Regions from separate parts of the Mus musculus genome. Here region 1 is linked to region 2. The links are chromatin contacts, called in public Hi-C maps. All regions are on one chromosome and are shown on one strand. The core of a region is the stretch at or near the end of the contact, and the rest is flanking DNA. Distances in the headings are between cores, read along the strand shown.

Region 1 (5,045 bases), core at 178-2,677, 120 kb before region 2:
TGTGTACCAAAGATAAGTGTCACTCAGATGACCCTCCGTTCCCTTGGCCCCTCCCCAACCCTGCTCTCCCCTTCTGTGGATCTGCGGCTAGGCTTCCTTTACCCAGGTAGCTAGAGGCTGTGCCAGAGGCTGCTCATGTCCACACTAAGGCAGCCAGCCCCTTGGGGTCCATGCCCAGGGAGGTGGGTGTCCGTCTCCACTGCCTGTGCATGGAAGAATGCTCACTAGAGCCTGTGCTTCTGTAGAACGTGGTGTGATGCAGGAATGAGCTCGTGGCCTCATCACAGTTACGGCCTGAAGGAGAATTCCTGAAATAAAAGCTCTGTCTCCAACAGCTGGGTAAAACTTCAGTGTCGGTAGAGATACTGGACCGTTACAATTACGATTACAGTTTACCTTGGACCATCTTTAGCTCTCTCAAGAGCCGTTCCTTGTCGACATCTTGTCAGAGTTAGTGTCCTGGTAAACAGATAAAACCCTTGTAATGTATTAACTTAACAAAACCCCGTTCTCCCACCAGCCACGGGGCTGAGTACTGCTGGATAGCGTCTGAGCTCTATGGCTGAGATTTCTCCTGCTGACAAGCCACCGCTCAATGTTCCTACCAGTGGATTTACTTTTATTTCATTTTATTTCTTAATTATTTTTGAGACAGGGTCTCTCTATGTAGTCCTGGCTGTCCTGGAACTTGCTATGTAGACTTAAGTTGGCCTTGAACTCAGAACTGCTCCTGCCTCTTTCTCCCAAGTACTGGGATGAAAGGTGTGTGTCGGCACCCTCGACAGCTTTTTAGAAATGCCTTGATTCATAGCCTTTGTTGGTACACTTTTTCACCTGCTTTTTTGGGTTCTTCTACCTCTACCTCTGCTTCCAACCTTTATTCCGCCTCACCCCTTCCAACCCCCAACACTAGGTAGGCGAGAAAGGGTTAGAGGTAAAAGGGGTATAGACCTCTTTCAGCAAACAAAATAGGCTACTTCCTGCTGATTAGGGGCATTGGGTTCCTTGGGGCAAGCTCAGTCTTCCTTGTCAGGACCTCTACCACAGCAACAGCAACCAGGAGCAGCCAGGGTGGAGTGAGGGGGTGGGGCTCTGTCATTTTTACACTCTCCAGAGTCCCCAGAATTAAACTACCTGCAGCTGGCAAAGACTATTCCCCTCCTAGAGCACAAGACAACCGTAGTTAGTGGCTGTGGACAAACTGATGAAGCCCCATATCCCACACCTGAGATTAAAACAAAAACATACTCACATAATACAAGTGGGTTTTTAAAGAAACCAAAATTCTCACTGCAAGCTTCCTTTGTTCTGTTACCATAACAACTTCCATGTTGGAGCAGTGGAACCTGGGATAACCTAAGTCCTTGTTCCCAGGCCATGGTCACTCAGATTTGCTTCCAAAATAAACTAGCTCTATTCTTCTTTGGGTTGAGAGCTGGCATTGGCAGGCCAGTGTGCACACGTGTGCGTGCACATAAATAAGCCTGTACACACACAAGCATGTGCAAACGCACCTGCTAGCTTCCTGCTCAGCCCTCCAAGGCTCCTAAATTAGTTCTTTTTTTTTTTTTTTTTTTTTTTTTTTAGTAAAATCTCACTTTCTTGTTTTACCCTCAATTCAGAGGGTAACATTGAGAAAAGTGGGTGCCGTGGGTTGTTGCGGGAGGCTTGACCCAACTCAGAAGTCTGAGTAAGAAAAGCTTCCTTCCAACACGGAGGCATTCTGTGTTAGCTGAACTGCCTCTGGCAGGAAAAATAATTTTCGTCTTGCAGCTGAGCAACTGGAGCCCCATGCAAATCAGCACTGTGTAGAGCAGCGCTCTGGCCTTCCATGCTGGCTGGATACAGCGCACCCCCGGGGTGAACTCTGTAGACCGGGGTGGACTCCTGCTAAGAACAGATAAAGCTTTGCTGTCCCCTTTGGCTTTGTTCCCTTGTGTACTCTTCTAGATCTGTAAGAAGTATTATCCTAATCAGTAATTGCCTCTTCTCTTCCCCAGGGCTCTTGCCCTCCATATCCCAAACACACACACACACACACACACACACACACACACACACACACGCACACGCACACACACACATTTTTATAGTGTTCATGGTATCACCTCTCACTTTGGAGTGTTGGCCAAATACACTGCAGAAGTAAATGCTACCTGAAGTGGGGTGGGGTAGGGGAGTCAGTAGCAGTGATCCAGTGGAGGCTCCCACTTGAGAACAGTGCCCCCCAGGCCTGCTCACAACTGCATGCTCCTGATAGGTTAACACTATATCAAGCAGCTCTCTCCTGCTTCAGCAACCAGGAGAGCCCAGAGTCTCTGTGGCAAAGGAACCTTTGTTCCAGAAGGCTAATTTCTGGGTCTGGGCAGGAGAGATCCCAGGGACAGCCCCTCCTGTTTATAGACACACTCGGGAAGAAGGCTCTGCTTCAGGACAGGGCCCCTGGCATGGTTGGCCATCGTTTTCTCAGGTTTGTATGGCCATGGAATGATTTCAGCCAGAAATCCTTAAAGCTGCGCTACATTTTATTTTGGAATAGTTCAAGGTTTTGGAGGAAAATACACAAAGAAAACCGGGCTTGGGTTTATAGGTAGTGGGAAGGTGATCCCTACAGCATGTGGGCCCTGTGCCATCAGGCTAGGGGAAGAACGTATGCCACACTCGCTTCTTAACTGCCTGAGCCTCATTGTTACAGAAGGTCGTTATAATTTTAGAAAGGAAAAGATGAATGGAAGGCTGTCTTAGCTTGAAGAATCTATTTCTATTTTTTGTCCAACTGAATCACTCTGTGATAAAAGCAGCCCTGGGCATCACAAGACTTACTAACCTTTATGTCATTTCCCCTCCCACTCTATTCCCGAAATGGCTCCCCCCCTCTTTTTTGGGTTTTTATCTCGCTCTAAACAATATGTAGCTTCTCCCCACTGGCTGGGGTTCGCAGACTTGGGAATTATCTCTGATTTGTTTGCCTGTGCATCAGCTGCCCTCTCCTCCTCTGCCCTCACCCTCAGATTGGAAACCACAGTGTACACAGTGAACCCTCCTGACTCATGAATATCAATGAGGGGAGCGTGAATTAATCATTATTGTTCTTAAAGTGTTGGGTTGGTCTGAGAAACCCAGTTCCAACTGTTCCCTTCATGACTTCATTTCGATTTTAAAAGTATTCAGATTATTTTGGTGTTTTTTTGGGTATGTTTTAATTTTTTGCTTTAACTTGAAGTAGCCTGGCCTCACTACCTCAGGCTAGGTAGGACCTTGCTTTCTAGATCAGATGACTGATTGGACACACCTGTTCAGATGTGGGGACCTGAAGGGACCTCACGAGAATGCAGCTGTCCTCAGGCTTCCTTGAGATGAGCCCTTTGTTTAATATTAATGCAGGCAGGCATCTGCTTACAAAGCCTCATGCGCACCCTGCTTTATCTGCTCGGCCTTGCGATGATAAGAGGAAAGGGGGCAGCTGTTCCCGTGTCCACAGCCAGCCTTCCAAGGGCAGGGTTCCTCTGCTCCATTTCCTCTTTTCTCCTTAACTCCTTTCGCATTAATTCATTAGCAGCTGTTAGAGTGGCCGCAGCTATGGCTCCCACCAGCTCCCTCTCAGCTCCTCCATCCTCACACTCACCCATGAGAAGGCTTCACTAAGTCTGCTCCAAGTGTATAAAAGTCACCGGTGTGCATCAGTAAGTAACCCAGCGATTCCTGTGGCCCCTGTCTGTGTGAGTCACAACCATTAATTGTACCCACAAGGCTTTCAGAACTTGGCCTCGGCAAACTGTGCATCTCTTTTGTTTCTTAGAGTAATCATTCCTAGGACTTTGGTTTTTAAATACCCAACTTTTATAACAGGCTCCAGAGTCAAGATATGCATAAACCGTTCAGTTATGAAGAAAAATTATTAAGAAATCTTTAAGAATAAATTAAGATAGTTGAGTACAACTGACTGCCCTTCTCCAGCCTCTCCAATACAGGATCCAGTGACTTGCCAATATTTCTCTCATGAGAAGAGGGATCTCCTGTGTCACCAGACTCTCCATGCAGCTGACTGCACATCTCGAGTCAAATCCTTAGTATGGACTGAGGCTCTATTTCTTCCTCCTAAGTAGGGTTGGCAATAGCTTATCATTACTTACTCAGAGTAGTCGCCAGTGTTAAATCAGCTAATGTGTGATATAGTATACCAAAGCCTTTGGACTATGTATGACAAGAGTGGAGTGCTTGATAGCTGCTAGGAAATTCCTCAGAGCATAAGAGGCTAGGGCTGAGTTGGACCTGTCATACTCTATGATATGACAGTAGCCACACTGCAAACATGAAAATTGAGCAGGTTACTTACCGTTGTCTGAGTTTTGAGTTACCCTTCCCATAAAACATGGGTAAAGATTGTGCCCTCCGTGAGCATTTGGTAGAAAAGGTGGTCAGTAAGATGTCCAGTCATTTGGACTAGCAAGCATTTATGTAAGATGCCTGCTAGGCAGGTAGGCGTGGGGCAGTTGTGATTAGTCACATTTTGCTCTTGATACAGTAGAAAAGACGAAAGCAGAAAGGTCTACTTGCTTTGCTTTGACGTTCATCACAGCTCTGCTCTCCACACACGACATCCTTAGTGTGTTATTTTGGGAGTTATTTCAGATTTGGGATTTCTAGGGCCAACGGAAGGGCACAGTGCACTTTGGGGAAGCCTGGAGAGACGATGTTTCACACTAACCTTGTAGAATAAAGAAGATGGCTTGTATAACTAAAGTGATAGCAAACATTTCTGTGTCAATGACCCAGGAGGAAAAGAAAAAAAAAAAAAAAAGAAGAAGAAGAAGGGAGAAAAGAGATGGGGAGGAGGAGGAAGAGGAGGAGGGAGAGGAGGAATAAGCATATCAGAATTATTTCAAATAAATTCCTGCATTTTTCAGTGTTTCACTTGGATATAACTTCCCTTCCCATTCCTGAGAATCCAATGGACCCAAAGAATCCTAGTCTTTGCTGCAGATGACGAAGGTGGAGGATGGGGGTGAAGGCTCAGGGCAGGGACACTGCATCCTTACAGCCTG
Region 2 (5,060 bases), core at 2,424-4,923:
CCACACAGATAAAGCATCACCCACTCAGTGTGAGAGAGTGCCTGCTGAAGGTACCAAAAATAATAAAATAAAATAAAATAAAATAAAATAAGTAGCCTTTTTTACTCTCAGGACTAAGGGAGGACATCACTTATCATGTGGGATTGGCACTTACCTATTCAGCCCTCTCTGAGAAGTTGCTGGGACTGGAAGGAACCTCTTTTGAGTGGGAACAGAAAATTGTAAATGCATCCACCTGGGTACGGAGCTGTTGGAGACTGTGAAGCCCCAGGAACCACAGAAGGAAGATGTGGGGTCAAACTAGAGCAGGCGTTCGGCCAACTACCTGACAAAGGCAAGATCTGAACTCAGTTTGGGAGAGACATTTCATTGCTGCAGGTCAAAGAGCATCTCTGGTTGGTAGAAACCTGTGGGGAGATGGCAGGACAGGGACAGTGTCCATTGACCTACCTAGCTGAGGCAGAGCTCTGAATCAGAAATTCGCCACACAATCACCAACTGAGAGGGAAAATCTGGACACTTGGAGGACACCTTTGGGGAATATAGTTCATCTTGAACTGAAGGAAGGCAGATGGTGAATGGTCCTCTAACCATGAAGAGACTCTTCCTTCCATGCAAATGAGGAGTGACACTCTCACAGGTTAAAGGTCACACTCATGGTTAGGCGTGATGAACACCGCTACATCTTTGCTCTTGGTTTGGATCTGAATTGTCCATGCCCTAAAAGCTCTATAGGCTTGGCCAATGTAAACAGTGCTCAGAGGCAGGCTTTGTGGCAAAGCTATTGGGTTAAAAGGGCTCTGGCTTCATGAATGGGTTGGTGACTTTCTAACTTGATGACATTATTGGGAGGTGATAAGAACATTAATCTAGTTGGAGGAAAGAAGTATGTTCTTGAAGGACTTATTGGGACCTGGCTCTCTTCCCTTCTTTTTCTGCTCTTTGTTTACCAGGAAGACAGAAGTTTTGTTACTTGTACCCTACTCAATGGTCTACCGCACCACAGACCCAGGGACTACAGAACCAAACAACCATGGACCGAAACCCCTCAAATAGGGGCCAAACCAACATCGTCTTCTGTTAAGTTGGTTATATCAGGACTTTTGTCTTAGCATTAGAAAGCTATCTAAACAGTGTTTTAACATGAGAAGATTGTTTTCTTTTGGGGGAGGTTGCAAGGGCAGAGGCCAAATATGGAGGGATGGGGAGAGGATCGGGATTGGGGTTCATGATGTGAAATTCACAAAGAATCTATAAAAGGTTTTTTTGTTTTGTTTTGGTTTGGTTTTTTTTGGTTTGGTTTGGTTTGGTTTTTGTTTTGTTTTGTTTTGTTTTTTAAATGAGAAGATTTCACCTGGGTTTCTGACTTTTCTGAAAAGACAGCCCTTGTATGTACCCTGTATCTGTTAGCTGCCCGGCAGTCACCTAGTAGCTGTATCCGCTATTAGATGGACTGGTACTGTGTAACTGTGCTTGTGTTGAAGTGAGCACTGAACCACAGCGCCTACCTCATCATCCACCCCACCCTCACTTCATGTCTCCTCTGGGTGTTACACTCCCTCACGTTGTCACAAGAATGGTGTGTGCAGGACAGTCGTAATAGAGACTACTACATACAAAAAGAAAGAGCAGAGATAAGGACAGATACTTCCTTGTGCTAGTACCTGTTATTTAAAATAGAATCCCAGCCTGTGTTGATTCCCACCATTCTCCCTGCACTTAACATACCTTTCCCATAAACTGCTTGCTTTATTGATTGATTGATTGATTGATTGATTGATTGTACCTTCTTTTCTGCCTTTCTGTTCACTGCTACACTCTCCAGTTTTGGATGTCCTAACACACAGGAGGTACTCAATGTCTCTTGATTATGAGTCAAGGTCATGACTATACCTATATGTGCATGTGTGTGTGAGTGTGTGAGTGTGTGTGTGTTTAATTATCTGAGCTACATGTGGGACTGTGAAAAGTAGCCTCGTTCCCAGTTGAACTGAGGCTTGAAACCCTGGAACCCTGAAGGGAAGGTAGGTGCTTCACCTGTTCCGGGGCACCAGGCCCATCACTAGCCACAGCCCCCATAGATTTGTGACTATCAGTCACATGAGGGCAACACCCTAAGCCCCTCCACATGTAGAGGATGTGACCTGTGGCCACTTAGGCTCAAGACAGATCTCTATTTTAATGAGCTACCTAAAGGCCTGGAGGTTTAGCCAATAAGCTCTCCTTCCCAGACACTCCTCTCTGCAAAAGGTATTTAACCTCAGGCCCGCCCTGAGAAGTGGGGGGACGGTTTTACTCATCCACTTTCTGCCATGACATTAAATGCCTTAAAGCCATGGACTGCCTCTTTTCATTGGGATCTGCTGTGGAGAGCCATGGAGAAGGCTTTCGCCTATAGAGCCACCATCTAATCTCCAGTAAAAGGCCTCTCTGCGCTCCCAGCCACGACCACCACCAAGCCCAAGTTCAAGCCTGCTGTCTGTCCAACCAAGTCTCTCCCAGAGGGACTAGCGGGCGCTCCCCCTTTCCCTCCAGCCTGGGCTAGATGCAGTCGTTGGGACCCTACTCCATCCTCAGCTCTTCCACGGCTCCCAGCAGTGCCTGGGTGTCCAAGAGGCTGAGAACCAGATGGCTCAGGCCTCGGTCACAGGCCTGGGGAGCCCCAAGCCAGGTCCAGCGGTCCCACACCTCAGATTGCACTTCCTGGCTGGTGACAGCATGGGCTAAGCGTGGCCAAACTCCCTGCATCCTGCCTCCCCAAGTAGCCGAGCCCTGTGGCGGAGCAGACGTGGCACCCATAACCCTACAGCTACATTCATATATGAGAGGTAATTCTAGATTTCTCATTATTTAGCCATATTTCAGCAAGCCACTGATTTATTTAAAACCCTTCAATGTTTTCTCATTACCCTTAGAACAAAATTCAAAATCCTTATTATATATCAAAACCTTTTAGCCTTTCCTTTAGAAAGACCCACCGTCCTAATCTTTGGAGATAAAGGCATCTCAGAAACCTTAGCATTTGCCACAACACAGCTTCCCCACAGGGCTGAATCCTGTGTCATAGACCCCCATAGTATCTAGATTGTCTGTTTTCAAAAGCCTCATGGCTTTGGTATTTCTTGCTCGGTGCCTTCTGGATTTGACAGTAAAGTCTCTATAAAAACAGATCTGAAATGGCCTTGAGTGTCACTCTAGGATCCCTAGAGCCTAGCTCGGCGTCTGGAGAACAGCAAGGGCAACATTAATAAAGGCAACATTAATAGTTGCACTACTCAGCACTGGAAAACATTCCCCTTAGACAGTCCATACTCCGAATGTGCATTGTCCCCATCGTTCTGCCTTGACATATCCTGCTGTTACAAACATTGACCTGAGTATTTGGAAGAAACTGTGTAGGTTTCTTGTTAGTTATCTTTTTTTTTAGGTTCTTGGAGCAGATGATGGAGTTAAAAAAGAAACAAACAGACTTGGTTGTGTGTTGTTACCTACAAAAACTCTTTCTCCATTTCTGTCTCTCCCTCTCTTCGGGGCCGCTTGCACTTTCACCAGCAGCAGAAAAACAAGGAAAATAAGACAAAGAGCTTCCTGGTTTCATTGGATGAGCTCGGTGTCGCACTGTAACTCATCATCCAACATCTCTGTTCCCATGACTCAGGGATGGAGGCCGATGCTCTTGGTGCGTGCAGAAAGGGATTTTAGGCAGTGGGCCAGAGTTCCTTCACTCTCAGGCTCAAATGGAGTCTAATAGTCTGATTTGTTTTCCCATTTGTCAGTACATCTGGTTCACTTGAGGCTCCAGTTCTCTAGTATGACGGTAGAAAGAGTCCTTGGATTCCTTCAGGGAGAAGTCTATGTTAACAAGCTCGAATAGTTCTAGGCCGGTGAATACTGTATCCTCATTTGCATCTGTTTTGCTTGATGATGAGTGTGGGAGATTTGGAAAGAAAGGATGAAGCTCATGCCAAGTTGCAAACATCGATCAGAGAAATGTGGCTAGAATCCGAGACAGTGCTAAGTCTCACCCGAGATGTTCAGCCAGGATTTTAAGTGAGGCTGGTCAGCAGTGGGACTTAATTTCATCCAGCTCCCAAAGCTATTCATGGATATGTGTACAATCAGTGTGCAGGTGGGACTTAATATCTAAGGCTTTGCCCGTTGAGTTCGACAGAAGGAAGCATGTTTGTGTATTGGGTGACATGGGAAGGCAGCCCAGGAGTGACGCTGATTCTGGGACATGTGGTGGTCCTGGTGCTCTCCAAGTCGGTGAACAAAGGTGACAGACTGAGTTCACATCACTTCAATAAAGAAATGGCTTTGGTTATGCCGTAAAATAACACGAGGAAAGTGTGTCTTGATCAGTGAAAGCCAAAAAGTCACAGCCAAGACATACAAGAGTGGATCTCTATTGCCTGAAGGCATGAGAATGAAGTCTGCAGCACCCCAAACAGCAAGTCTCCAAGGACAAAGGACAGACAGGGAATTTATTTCACAAAGGCTAGGCATAGTCATCTGGAAAAAGCACTTCTGGGTGGATGCTCGGCTAGATTAGGATGTACACTACTGGGCATGTTTAAAGGCATGCTCAAAAAGCAAAGACATCAGTAATGGAAGGTCTGTAATGTTCTCTCCAGGACGGCTGGAAGAGTGACCAAGGTGCTCAGCTTGTCACAGATGCTGAATGGGAAGTCACAGGCAAATCTAGCTCGTGACATCATGATCTCGGGGAATCACAGTGACTTGAGGTTGGAAGAATCAAATGGCACACTAGGTCGGCCAGGCAGTAGGAAGGGGCAGTCACGCATTAGAGTGGGGCACAGAGGAGCCCCACCACACCACACCCACCCCGCCCCGCCCAGAAGCTCCCACAGTTGAAATCCTCCCTCTGTTGAAATCCCTTCCTCCCTCAAGGCTATTCTGGCCACCAAGGTGTGGGTGTGTGGAGTAGCCTGGACTTTTGCCCTCCTAGACCTGCCCCAGACTCGGAAAACCTTTCCCCAGATTTCTAGGCAAACGGTCCTTTTGAAAGCGAGTTAAGCTGGCAGTGGCGGCGCATGCCT

The links. A called contact is a pair of places that touch in the nucleus more often than the background predicts.
Region 1: a Hi-C map of cortical neurons shows a contact between it and region 2, with 2.8 times the contacts expected there. The contact joins two enhancer-like sites. A contact is called at or near these places in 8 of 484 Hi-C or Micro-C datasets (the N1E-115 cell line, Th1 cells, cortical neurons and 4 more).

What each region holds. Positions count from the first base shown.
Region 1 is chr1:151,941,828-151,946,872 of GRCm38.p6, reverse strand. The region is part of intron 3 of 1700025G04Rik (RIKEN cDNA 1700025G04 gene); the gene reads left to right. Among named protein-coding and RNA genes, the nearest start is that of 1700025G04Rik, 150 kb to the left of the region's middle. Within about 2 kb of position 1,427, at least 53 of the 459 cell types and tissues checked have an H3K27ac peak or open chromatin away from gene starts, as enhancers often do. A contact at or near this core is called in cortical neurons, where this site is marked.
Region 2 is chr1:151,823,959-151,829,018 of GRCm38.p6, reverse strand. No RefSeq gene overlaps it. Among named protein-coding and RNA genes, the nearest start is that of Edem3, 71 kb to the right of the region's middle. Within about 2 kb of position 3,673, at least 12 of the 459 cell types and tissues checked have an H3K27ac peak or open chromatin away from gene starts, as enhancers often do. A contact at or near this core is called in cortical neurons, where this site is marked.